Regions from separate parts of the Mus musculus genome. Here region 2 is linked to region 1. The links are chromatin contacts, called in public ChIA-PET maps. All regions are on one chromosome and are shown on one strand. Each heading gives the region's core, a stretch centred on a gene start, on an enhancer-like site or on the middle of the called end of the contact. The rest is flanking DNA. Distances are from core to core; before and after follow the strand shown. Region 1 holds the start of Lrrc8b (leucine rich repeat containing 8 family, member B). Region 2 has its middle 27 kb from the start of Gm32230.

What was found. ChIA-PET counts read pairs in DNA pulled down with a chosen protein or histone mark.
Region 2: an RNA polymerase II ChIA-PET map of effector CD8 T cells shows a contact between it and region 1, with 54 read pairs. The contact joins the enhancer-like site here to the promoter of Lrrc8b in region 1. A contact is called at or near these places in 10 of 39 promoter capture datasets (the 3T3-L1 cell line, the C10 cell line, the HPC-7 cell line and 5 more), 2 of 15 datasets of contacts at CTCF or cohesin (CD8 T cells and large pre-B cells), 6 of 484 Hi-C or Micro-C datasets (bone marrow-derived macrophages, embryonic stem cells, nephron progenitors and 2 more), 12 of 115 datasets of contacts at active chromatin or transcription factors (bone marrow-derived macrophages, cardiomyocytes, craniofacial prominence and 8 more) and 4 of 9 other capture datasets (adipose tissue, liver, macrophages and 1 more).

The regions. Positions count from the first base shown.
Region 1 is chr5:105,413,152-105,419,052 of GRCm38.p6, forward strand. Lrrc8b (leucine rich repeat containing 8 family, member B) reads left to right here and starts at 2,624. Exons shown (of 5, transcript NM_001033550.3): 1 at 2,624-2,761. 4930542N06Rik (a long non-coding RNA gene) reads right to left here and starts at 2,025. Exons shown (of 2, transcript XR_389449.3): 1 at 1,101-2,025; 2 at 135-333. It overlaps Gm32051 (a long non-coding RNA gene), which reads left to right. Exons shown (of 2, transcript XR_389452.2): 2 at 1-771.
Region 2 is chr5:105,614,082-105,619,982 of GRCm38.p6, forward strand. No RefSeq gene overlaps it. Among named protein-coding and RNA genes, the nearest start is that of Gm32230, 27 kb to the right of the region's middle. Within about 2 kb of position 2,165, at least 50 of the 459 cell types and tissues checked have an H3K27ac peak or open chromatin away from gene starts, as enhancers often do. A contact at or near this core is called in CD8 T cells, effector CD8 T cells, memory CD8 T cells and 1 more, where this site is marked.

The sequences.
Region 1 (5,901 bases), core at 1,374-3,873:
TCCCTTACTTTCTAACATCTGTGACTTTAGTGACCATCAATTATACAGAGGAACTGACCACACACACCTCTGGTCTTAGTCCCTTTGTCACATGAATGGAAAGACCCTACCGCCAGAAAGAGTGAGGCATTGCAGAAAATTAGATCATTTTATTTTGGCTTCTCTAATCTACAGCTTGTCTGAAGAGCCGAGAAGATGAACCACCATTTTAAGATGACGTCCAGAGCAGATAAGCAAGAGGAAGACACCAAATATGTTCTTTAAGGGCCAAGATGATGCTGATGTGCCAGGTTTCAGATTTGAGAGCAGCTGAGGCCATGATGCACCTGGAGCCTAAAGCAAAAACGGAAAAACCTGAATGACAGCCCAGGAGTTTCCAGAGCAGTACAAAGTCCTCTATCTGGCTCCTACAACTGTCGTAATAAGAACTGCCATCATTTGCTGATGAAAATTAGGAATGTATTAACAGCAATCACATTTAACAGCTACATCTGTGGGGTTTGCCAGACGTAACACATTTTGAATGAACTTGATCTCCGTTGCTTCCTATTGATAGGTTGAGCTACAAACAAGGAAGCCGATTTTAATATGCATCCCCATTGAATTTAAACTGACCACCAAGCTTATAATCTCTGGCTGTAGAGACGAGGACACAAAGGGTTAAGTAACTTCCCCAAAGTCACACAAGCAGCCATGTTGTTGTGACAGAAAACATTATTAGGGTCTTGGAGGAGGAAATGTCCCTTCTCAAACATTAAGCCAAGAAAAAAATCAGAAACGTCCAGCTTATAATGTTAGAATACTCTGATTCTATTACAGCACTTACTTTTCCCCCTCAAACTGATACTTAAAAAACTCTTTGTCTGGGGGCTGGAGAGATGGTTCAGTGGTTAAGAACACTGCTTTTCCAGAGGTCCTGAGTTCAATTCCCAACAACCACGTGGTGGCTCAAAATCATCTCTAACAGGATTGGATGCCCTCTTCTGGTGTGTCTGAAGACAGCTACAGTATGCTCACATAAAAATACAAATCTTAACAAGAAAATAAAAAAACAAACACCTCTTTGTCCAGGTGGTAAGCAGTTTGAGGGCCATACTTACATCTAGAATTACAAATGTGTACACAAGGTCATACACACAATTTAATGACAATATGTTGTATGTTCAAATGAAAGAATTAAAAAAAAAAGATGTGTGTGTGTGCAGTGTGTGTGCCACGTATGTGGGTGCACGTGTGCGGGGGAGCACATATATGTAGGTGCACATGTGTGTGGGAGCACATATATGTAGGTGCATATATGTGTGGATGCCTTTGGAGGCCAGAAGAGGGTGTCAGAACGTTTGGAGCTGGAGTTGTCGGCAGCTGTGAACAGAATTCTGGTCTTCTGCAAGAACAGTCTGTGCTCTTAGCTGTGGAGCCGTTAGTCCTCACAGTGTTTTCAATGTTTGCTTCAGACTCAATGCAACTGCCACTCAGAGTGAATTGGACAAGGACCGGGTATAGCAGTGACTTCCAGGGCAGTTCGGGCTGGAGTTCTGATATGACTGGTCGCTACTGGATACAGCGCAGTCTTCCACACCTTCGTAGTGTGTGGAGGTATTGGGTGCCCAACTGATCAGGTGACTCAAATGCTGTCTTCTTTTACTCCTCTGGGAGTGTTTTGTTACCTAGGGATGGGAACACCATAGCAACTAAGAGATACAAATCTTGCTGAATTGAATCCTTGTGCTAGAAATAACCTGGACAAAGACTGAGCTTAAAACAGAACAGGGAGGGTGTGGGGGAGTTAAAGATTCGAGGAGGAGGATAGAACTATTAAATAGCCCAGAGTTCTGAATTTGGATTAAATTTTTGCTTAACTTGCAAGGCACACTGTTACTCTTCAAATACAGGGCCATTAACAGGAGAAGAATGTGGATGGGGGACAGGTGACCATCCTCAATGAAATACTATTATGTGTACTCCCTCTATCTTGTCACCTCACGCTGAAGATAAAGACACTGGAAAGAAAAAGATGGTATTGGAGGCCCAGAAGCTGCTTAGTTTCTCCTCCTTCCCAGGGGCCCTACAACCTTTCCAGTCACTCGACTTAAAGAGCGTTAAAGGGACTTCACTAAGGCAGGCTCTGCGCGGCACACCCCACCCTTCCTGGTAGAGTAAGTTGTGTCAATAACAAGTTTCTCAGGGGTGCACACGTGAGAAGGCAGGGGTCTTCTGCTGGGGTGGAGCGCCTGGGGAACGGCCATAAGGCCCGGCTCCTGGGTTTCTGGAATGCAGCCCCAGCTCCTGGCGAGGCGTGTGGCTGCCATGCACCGCGGATGCCAGGCTGGGCGAGTGCATCCGGGCGGCCGCATGGCGTTGGCTCCGGGAGGTGGCAGCTGCGCTTTGTGTGCAGCAGGAGGGTGAGTCACCGGCCCCCGCGGTTCGTCCCAAGGCCGGGTGGACTCTCGGGCCGGGTGGCGGAGCGATCCGGGTAAGGGCGGCTCGGAGGCGGCGCTGCGCGTCCCCGGCTCCCGCCTGCGCAGCCTGCGCAGCCCGCGCGCTCCGCTCCTCCTCCGCGCGCGAACTTAGTCAGCGGTTCGCGCCGCCGCGCGCCCATTGGCCGGCCGCGCGCGCCGCGTCACAATGGAGCGGCTCCGGGGCGGCGAGCCGGGCAGCGCCGGGGCTTCCCGCTGAGCCGCAGCCGCCGGAGTGCGGGCGCCGGCCGCTCGGCTCGCCCCGGCCGGCCGGGCAGCGCGGGCCTGGGGGCTCCGACACGAAGGTAGGCGGGGACGGCGGGGGAAGGGGGAGCGCAGCAGCAGGTGGGGGCGGCAGGGCAGGTGCTGTTACCTGGCGGCGCCTCACCTGGGTCTCCCGCTGCGGGCAGGTGGCACAGTCACCTGCTAAGCCGCGGTCGCCCGGCTCCCACGCCCCCGGGGGAAGGAGGGCGCGGTCCCTTGCGGGCACCTCTCCTGGATGTTGGGGTCAGATGGGGCGAGAGGAGGGGGCGGCCGCGCCCAGGCGGTGCCTTCGTTGTCCCTACGGCTGAACACGCACCTGTGTATCCACCACCCCCCTCCCCGCCCCCGAAGGGAAAGGCCCTCCCTCTCCACCCTGGTCTCCCCTTAAGTGAAGGCGCTCGCTCGAGGGGGTCCACACCAGGTCCCCGCCGTTTGCCCCCTGCCCTGGAGCCTCCTGTCGACATTTTATGCTCTGGGGTATTTACTGGCCTACAGCTGTGATTTTAGCGTTTGAGCTGGAAGGGGTCAACTGATTTCCATTTAAAGACTCGGTGGTTCCTCCTCCTAGGTTGCAGGTGCTGACAGGTCAGAAGGAAGAGGCTCGGTAATCCGTGTCCTCAACTGACTTCCCAAAGTCCGTAGGTTGCTTATAGTCATGTGTTTGTGGAAGACTTTGATGTGTGGTTAGAAAAACTACCACTAGGATCCCTTTGCACCCCCACCCCAGAGGACAAACCTAAATTTAAAAGTCAATACCAGCGTATGGACTTCTTGAATACATTCTGGTCTTGTCTGAGAACTTAACAGGAAAAAACAAAACAAAACAAAACAAAAACAACTGCTATATAAAAATAAGAGAGAACGTTTAAAATATCGTAAATGTGAAACCAATTTAGATAATTTGTTCAGTGTCCGTTAAGAAATTAGAGACTGAGAGTGTAGCCCCAACAGGCTTAGCAAAGGCAAGGTTGGGGCTTCAGTGCCCTCCAAAGTACTACTACTGTTGCATATGACAATGATAATAGTAACAATAACTGCTTTCCAGGACATCTGTGTTTTTTGCCTAAATGTATGACTGAAGTATATATGGGAGAGTGTACTACAGTGTCAGTACACTCAAAATGAACAAATCCCGCTTCCTAAGAAGGCACAGTACTGTGTTCTGAGCTGCGGATGCCAATGTCACTTTTCTATTGCCCCGAGCCTTCCTCGTGATCAGGTCTGTTCTTGACAAGAATAAGAAAACTATAGTTAATCCCCCAGGTAATGAGGCCTGAGCGATTTAAAAACCTGAAGCCCTAACATGCCTGGTGCTGCTCTGAGCTAAAAATGGGGCTTGGAGAAGCCAAGTTGTCAATGAGCACACCTTGAGTCATGCTGACTTTCTTATGCCTAGTTCCCCAGGTGGGGGAAATGTAATCTTCTCGTTAGGATTCGGTTGACTTCCTTGAAACTCCTGTGCTTTCTGATCAGAAGGCTGTCACAACACACCTAAAGTGCACGGGCTCACATTGTGAGTGGCTGTATTTGACACGTTGGGATTTATCTTTAGGTCCAGTTGGCCTGTCCCCACCTCTGTCCCCGCTGATATTCTGATTCCCAGAATCCTCAGGATGAAAACATCCACCTGAATTAAGAAGTAGCTCTAAACAGTAACGTTTGGAAGGGACACAAGTGTTTTTAGATGACCGTGTAGGGCATTTCCCCTCAATGACCCGTCCTTTGTCTTTTTGGTCTCTCTTCTGCATTTGAAAAGGGAAAAGGTTTTAAAACTTAGGATTCGCTTTTCAAACATCTTCACCTTGTGAATTTTGCTTTTGAAATTTTTATGTTCGTGTTGGCATTCATTTTTAACTGCCAGTGTAAGATCCAATAGCTAGCTGATCTTTGGTTGAGGGTCTTTCAAGGTAAGTTTTCATTTTCTTTTCACTTCTCTCTCCCAGCATCAGTTGCCCTTGGGGTGTGATCAGGAATGGATGGATGTGTTCTGATCACGCTGGGATTCTCAACATTGGTGGATGGTTGCTTGGCTTGTTGTAAAACACGCTCCTGAGAATCCCAGAGCACTGGTATACAAGCAGGCAGCGTGGGTCTGTGACCACCTGGAGGAACCACAGAAGCCCAGTGCTGTAGGTTTCCCTAACATAGTTGTACACTACCCCGGATCCGTGTCTCTCATTCATCTTTATACTTGCTGCCTTCTTGCTGTTGCCTACTTTCTGTCTGTTGCAACTGTATTCTCTCTCTTTTTTAAAAAATGTATTATTACTGTTCATGTGTGGTGTGTGCGTGCAGGCCCTGGAACGCTACAGCACACATACAGAGGCCAGAAGGGAACTTTTTGGTGTCTCTTCTACCCGTGTGGGTTCAGGTGCTCTGACTCCTGTTTTCCCTGCTGAGCCGTCTCCCTGTCCCGCGGCTGTGTTATCTACACTCCCTCACACCGTCATTGATTTAGTTCTCTCTGCAAAACAGTCCTATAGCAGACGCAATAACCAGTTTTTCTGCTTCTGGATCATTAGGACTGATCCTCGGTGCAACCTGCCTCACTCCACGGCCCCCTCCACACTCCTGCCATTGCTATTCGTTTAGAAATTGAGCAACAAGATACAGTAAACTCCCTCTCCTGTGACTTCACTTTCCTTAGACTTCTACCCAGTTGCAACACCATTTAAATGCCCTCCTTCGTCGCTGTTGTGAAAGAGTAAAGGGACTAAAATGGGCACCCGGCTTCAACCTTGACCTTTTTCTTTACTTGCTGACCTTCACGCTGCCTTTGATAAGGGTCATGTGATTGTCCTTGTCCCTTTCCAGACTCTGTATTTGAAGTGCATCTATTGCTTCTTTGAATCCTGACCACTCTGTGCTCTTTCCTATCTGTGTGTGTGACACATTTGCACAGTGTCTCTCCACCATGCCTGTCCTTAGGCGCGGGAGCTGCCCAGAGCACTGCTGTTTTCCTTGTTTCCAGTGCTGAGATTTTTGCTTTTGTCTCTGGTGGAGACTGAATTCTTTGTGTTAGGCGTCATTGTTCTTTATTCTGTGTGTGCAAAATTAAGAGCACGTCTGAACCTTCCTTATTTTCTCTCTTCAAGTCCTTTTGCGGTCTCTTGAAACATTCCCCCACCACACACAAGACTTCTTACAAATTAGCCGTCAGAATTCTTCAACCTTTGCCCAA
Region 2 (5,901 bases), core at 915-3,414, 200 kb after region 1:
ATGTCTATCTGCCTGGGTTTAGAATCACCATGGAAACAAAGCCTTGTGCCTGACTGGGAGGGGCTTTCCAGATGAGGTTAATTGGGGCAGGAAGATTTACCCTAAAGCCATACAGAACCAATGTCAGGGCTGGAGGGTCAGACTGAACAAAGGGATAAGCCGAGCTGAGGGCCAGCACACATCTCCCTCTGCTCTCTGACTGGATGCACAGCCACCCGCACCCCATGCTCTGGTGGCTGTGACTTCCCTGCTGTGGCAAACTGCACCCCCTGGAACTGTAAAGCCAAACCAAACCTTTTCTCCTTCCCCGGGAGTTGTTTTCACTGGGTGTTTTATCTCAGCAATGAGAGAAGTAATCGGCACAATTCCTTAGTGATTTAAACTTCCTGATGAAAAATCCTTCACGGGGTAGTCAGTCTCAACAAATATGTAAGAAGCCATGTAGGAAAAAAAAAAAAAAAAAAAGCAAAAAGCTGGGCGTGGTGCCGCACGCCTTTAATCCCAGCGCGTGGGAGGCAGAGGCAGGAGGATTTCTGAGTTCGAGGCCAGCCTGGTCTACAAAGTGAGTTTCAGGACAGCCAGGGCTACACAGAGAAACCCTGTCTCGAAAACACCAAAAAAAAAAAAAAAAAAAAAAAAAGAAGCCGCCATGTAGAGCAGTCTTAAAATGTTTATGTCATGGGGCTTTTCTGTGAACGTTTTAGCAGAGAACCAATTTGTTTTTATCAGCCCACTCCAGGACCCCTACTCTGTGGTGTGACTCCGAACCTTTCCTGGAAGTAGCACTGTGAGCCTCAACAATAGAGTCAGCCTGGCAATGGACCTCATCGTTTACACATCAAGAAATAACAGGATGTTGGTGGCCCTTAGGTCTGTGCATCCACACTAAAAATGAAAGCTAGATTCTATTTTTAGAGTGGATACACAGACACAACTCCATCTGAACCCTTACCTGCATGAAACTTTCAGTCTAAGTAACCAGTCAAAGAAACAATAGTATCAGATAACATGGTAAATACTACCAGAGGAGTTAAATACCTAATTTAACCAAACAAGCTTTGGTGTGGGTCAGGGAAACTACTACTGCCACTTGCTAATAGATGATCTCCTATTCTGCCAGTCTCTAAGGAATAAAAACAAGTCTCCAGCACACTGAAACAGCTAAATGTCACATGATCTAACTCAGAACCGTCTACTCACCACTTCGGTTTTAGAAATGACCAAGATCCTGTATAAAAAAACAAAAGTCAAATAAACAAATAGGATAAAGTTATAAAGTTAAAAGGCTGGTCGTGATGGTTCACACCTCTAAACTCAGCATTCAGAAAAGAGAGGCAGGAGGATCCCACGTTTGAAACTGGCCTGAGCTATTTAATAGCAAAACCTTGTCCCCAAACCAAAATCATCTAAAAGTAACTCTGAAAGCTCTACCAGGTCAGTTTTGGTAGCGATGGCCACACTGCTGTGTTCTCGCCTAAAAGTGGTTTTAAACTCTTTGGCGTCCTGAGTATTTCCAGTGTGCACAGGGAGAAGGAAAAAACATACCAAAAAAAGTTAATGAACTGGCCAGAGCCTATGGAACAAACTGGGATATATTTTTTAAGGGTTTAAGACTTATTTTAATTTCTTTTTAACAGTTTAAATATGCATTGTGACTAGGACCACTCTTAGCTTTATTGGGGTGATTTCAGGACCCGTTCTATTTCCGAGATCGGAGGTCCAGGGGGTGCAGAAACCAAACCTAAAGCTACCTAAAGCTACCTGTGGCAGCCGGCGCTCACCATTACAGCTCCTACCAGGTGGGCTCCATCAGTTCTGCTCCCTCAATCAGAGGCCGGGATGAGGTCCTCTATCCTGCTCTGCTCAAGCTCCCTCTCCAGTGAGGTTCTTAAAGTTGCCACAATGAAGGAACACAAACTAAGAGGCAGAAATAGAAATTTAACCCCACGGAGAGAGAACCTAAATTGGGGGGTCTCCATCAGGTCCCTTCACAGATTGGGGAACCCCACAGAAGAGGGGGTGGAAAGGTTGTAGGAGTCAGAGAGGATGGAGACACCAGGAGAACTCAGCCCACTGAATCAACTAAGCAGGGCCCCTGTGGGTTCACAGAGACTGCAGGGGCAAGCACGGGAGGGGGGAGGGGGGGCATCAGGGCTCTGCACCAAGACTGTGCCTGTGTTTGTAACGCCCCTAACACCTGTGTGTGTAGAAGTCGGTGTCTGTGACTCTTCTATCTGCTCTCTTTCTCCTATTGGGTTGCCTTGTTTAGTTTCACTATGAAGGATTTAGCTTCCTCCGATTATATCCTGTTTTGTCCTATTTGTCCTCTCTCTTAGAGGCCTGATCTTTCTTGAAGAAGAGACAGCGAGGGAGTGGAGGTGCGGCGGAGGGGGCCAGGAGGAGTGGAGGTCAGGATGTATTCTATGACAGAAGAACCAATTTCCAATTAAAAAAAAAGAAAGAAAGAAAGAAAGAAAGAAAGAAAGAAAGAAAGAAAGAAAGAAAGAAAGAAAGAAAGAAAAATTAACATCGCAGTCTCTTGGTCCTACTTTTGGTTTTGGGTTGAGAAAGTCTCTTGTTGTGTAGCCCCCTACCCCACCCCCGCTGGCTTTGAGCTCAGCTTTAAGCTCCTGCTTCAGGGACTGTGGAGATGCACACTACTGCTACCAGACTTTCAGTTCTGCTCAGGAGCATCAGCAACCCGGATGTGTTCCTGAGGGCTGGTGAGGACGTCGTGCTTTGCAAGAAGCCCTTGGTGACCCTTGACCTATAAATGAGTCCCCCCCCCCAACCTTCCTCTTTCCTACTGTTTCTGTATGCATCAACATCCATGTCCAAAGTTTCCCTTTTTGCAAGGATCTATTGTATTAATGTGAATATGAAAAATATACCCTGACAAAAAAACATCTGAAGAGCCAGACATGCTGGTAATCCTAGCACTCCAGAAGCAGAGGTGGGCAGATCTTTATATAGTCTGCATAGAGAGTTCCAGACCAGCCAAGGTTACATAATGAGACACTGTATTTAAAAAATTAAATGTTGCCGGGCAGTGGTGGCACACGCCTTTAATCCCAGCACTTGGGAGGCAGAGACAGGCAGATTTCTGATTTCAAGGCCAGCCTGGTCTACAGAGTGAGTTCCAGGACAGCCAGGGCTATACAGAGAAACCCTGTCTCAAAAAACAAAAATTAAATTTTAAAAAGAGTCTAAGAGGAAAAGTATTTATTTTAGCTCATGACTCCAGATAGGCAGTAGGAACCTAAAACAGTCACATCGTATCTGTGCTCAAGAGTTGAGAATAGTTGTTCCTCAGATGATGCTCAACAGCTTGCTTTTTCTCCTCTCTTACACAGTTCATAGCCCCCTACCTAGGGAATTGTGCTTCTCACAGTGAACTGAGTCTCCTCACATTAACTAAGGTAATCAAGACAATCTCCTACAGGCATGCCCACAAGCCAACCTGATATAAGCCATCCCTCACTTAGAATTACTTCACAAGTGACCCTCTATGAAGTCTGCTTGACAATTAAACTAAACGTTACACATTATTAGGTTTCTGCAAACACTGTTTTCATATAGGATCTTACACTAGATCTAAGGAGAGCCATTTAGGTAAGGAGAGCCTGGACTCCAACACCTGGGAGGGGTACAGACAAATTTGAATCTATGAAGCAGCATTAGATAGTTTTCTATATAGGCAAATCTATCCTGATCTGGGCTTATTAGAAATAGGAGTTAGGTCCTTGAAGACTGGCTAGTCCAAAAGTTTTCAAGTAGTGTTATGGCTCTGCAGGTAAAAGTGTGTTCATCAGACTCAGCAACTCACGGCTGCCTGTAACACCAGTTCAAAGGGATCTGACTCACTCTTCTGGCCTTCTTAGCCAACAGTACTCATGTGCACATATTCCTACACAGTTATACATAGTTAAAAGATAAAAATAGGGGGTAGAAAGATAGCACAGTGATTAGGAGTACTGGCTGCTCTTTTAGAGGACCGAGGTTCAATTCCCAGTACCACGTGGTGGCTCACAACTATCTATAAGTCTAGTTCCAGAGGATCTGGCACCCTCACACAGCATACATGTGGGCAAAACACCAATGCATATAAAATAAAAATATATAAATAAGTAAAAATAAATAATATGCCTTATTTTAAATATAGACCTCTAGATCTCCACAGAAGTATTTTAAGGAGACTCAGGAACACATGTGGCTCCTGGTTTTATATCTGTCATAATTAACAGATATTAATGTGTATCTGTATCCCTACAGTAAACCAGTCCAAAACTTCACAGCATAAAGAAACTATTTTATGACTCTCGTTCTCTGTAAGTAAGAACTTTGAGCAAAATTTATAGCTCTCAGTGATAGCTCCTTGTCTGGCAGGACTTGATGGCTGGCACTAGAATCCCATGGTGTCGAGGTATCTTTACCCTGGTTCTGCCATTTGCCTCTATTTACAGACTGAAACCTTGGCTAGGACAGTCAGCCAGGACAAGTCTCTTCACACAGCCTGGGTATTTTCCCAGCAAGGCAGCTTCAGTGTGTGAGACATCTTATGATACTGTAGGGCTCCAAAGTGGATGTCTGAACACAGGAGGGAAGCTGGCCTGCCTTTTATGGACAGTCTTGAAAATTACTCACATCACTCCTGCTATGCTGTGTAGGTGGAATCACCATAGACCTTGTTTAGCTTTGGATGGCTGCACAGAAAACATAGATTCCCCCACCTTTCTGTTAAGTTTCAGAGAGGGAGAGGGAGAGAGAACTGAAAATAGATATGACTGTATGACTGTAAGTACATTGCCCTAGTTTCATCTCCCAGTGTCATAATAAAATACTCTAATGAAAAGAAATTCAGGGGAGGAAATGAATTTATTTCTAGCTCACAATTTCTGGTTACAGACTATCAGTGGACAATTCTTGGGGGAGTTAATTGCAAAAGGAGAGAGAGAGAGAGAGAGAGAGAGAGAGAGAGAGAGAGAGAGAGAGAGAGAGAATGCATGCCCGCTTGTGTATAGTCTGGTCTTCACACAGATATAATGGAGTATCCTCCTAGCCCCTGGAATGGTGCCACCCACAATGGGTTGGTCTTCCCACTCTAGTTTCTGAAATTAATGCAGTATCTCACAGACATGCCCACAGGCCAGCCTGAAAGAGAGTCCCTCACTGGGACTTTCTTCCCAGGTAATTCTAGATTATGTTAAATTGACAATCGATACTAACCATCACAAACATATACATACAGAAGACATTGTGGCCGACCATGAAATACAGATTATGTCATTGTCACAGTCTCACCCCAACCTTTCCTATCACAGATTGGGCAACACTTCTACAATGTTCCATGTGTGAAGCCCCTACATTAATATTACTATCATTTACAGATGAGCGGTATGGTACAATGTTCCATGTGTGAGGTCTCTACCTTAATGTTACTATCATTTATACATAAGAGGTATGATACAATGTTTCGTGTGTGAGACCCCTACCTTAAATGTTACTATCATTTACAGATGAGAGGTATGAGGTTCATAGAGAATGAGTTCCATTCATTACACTGATTATTGGAGAAAACAAGAAAACTAAGAAAGCCATCTTTTTTCTTTACCCCTTTCCTTTTTTCGAAGTAGGATACCTGGAAAAGTGTACATAGTAGAAAACTTATTCATTTTTATTAAATTTCATTTTTAAGGATTTTATTTTTAAATATTGTGTATGTATGTATGTATGTATGTATGTATGTATATGTGTGTGTATTTCACATGAGTGTAGTGCCCTGAGTGACCAGCAGGGGAAGTTGAAACCCCCTGAAGCTGCAGCTATAGGATTTTGTAGGGTACTTGATTTGAGTGCTGGGAACGGAATTCAGGCCTTCTTACAAGAGCACCAGTATGTTCT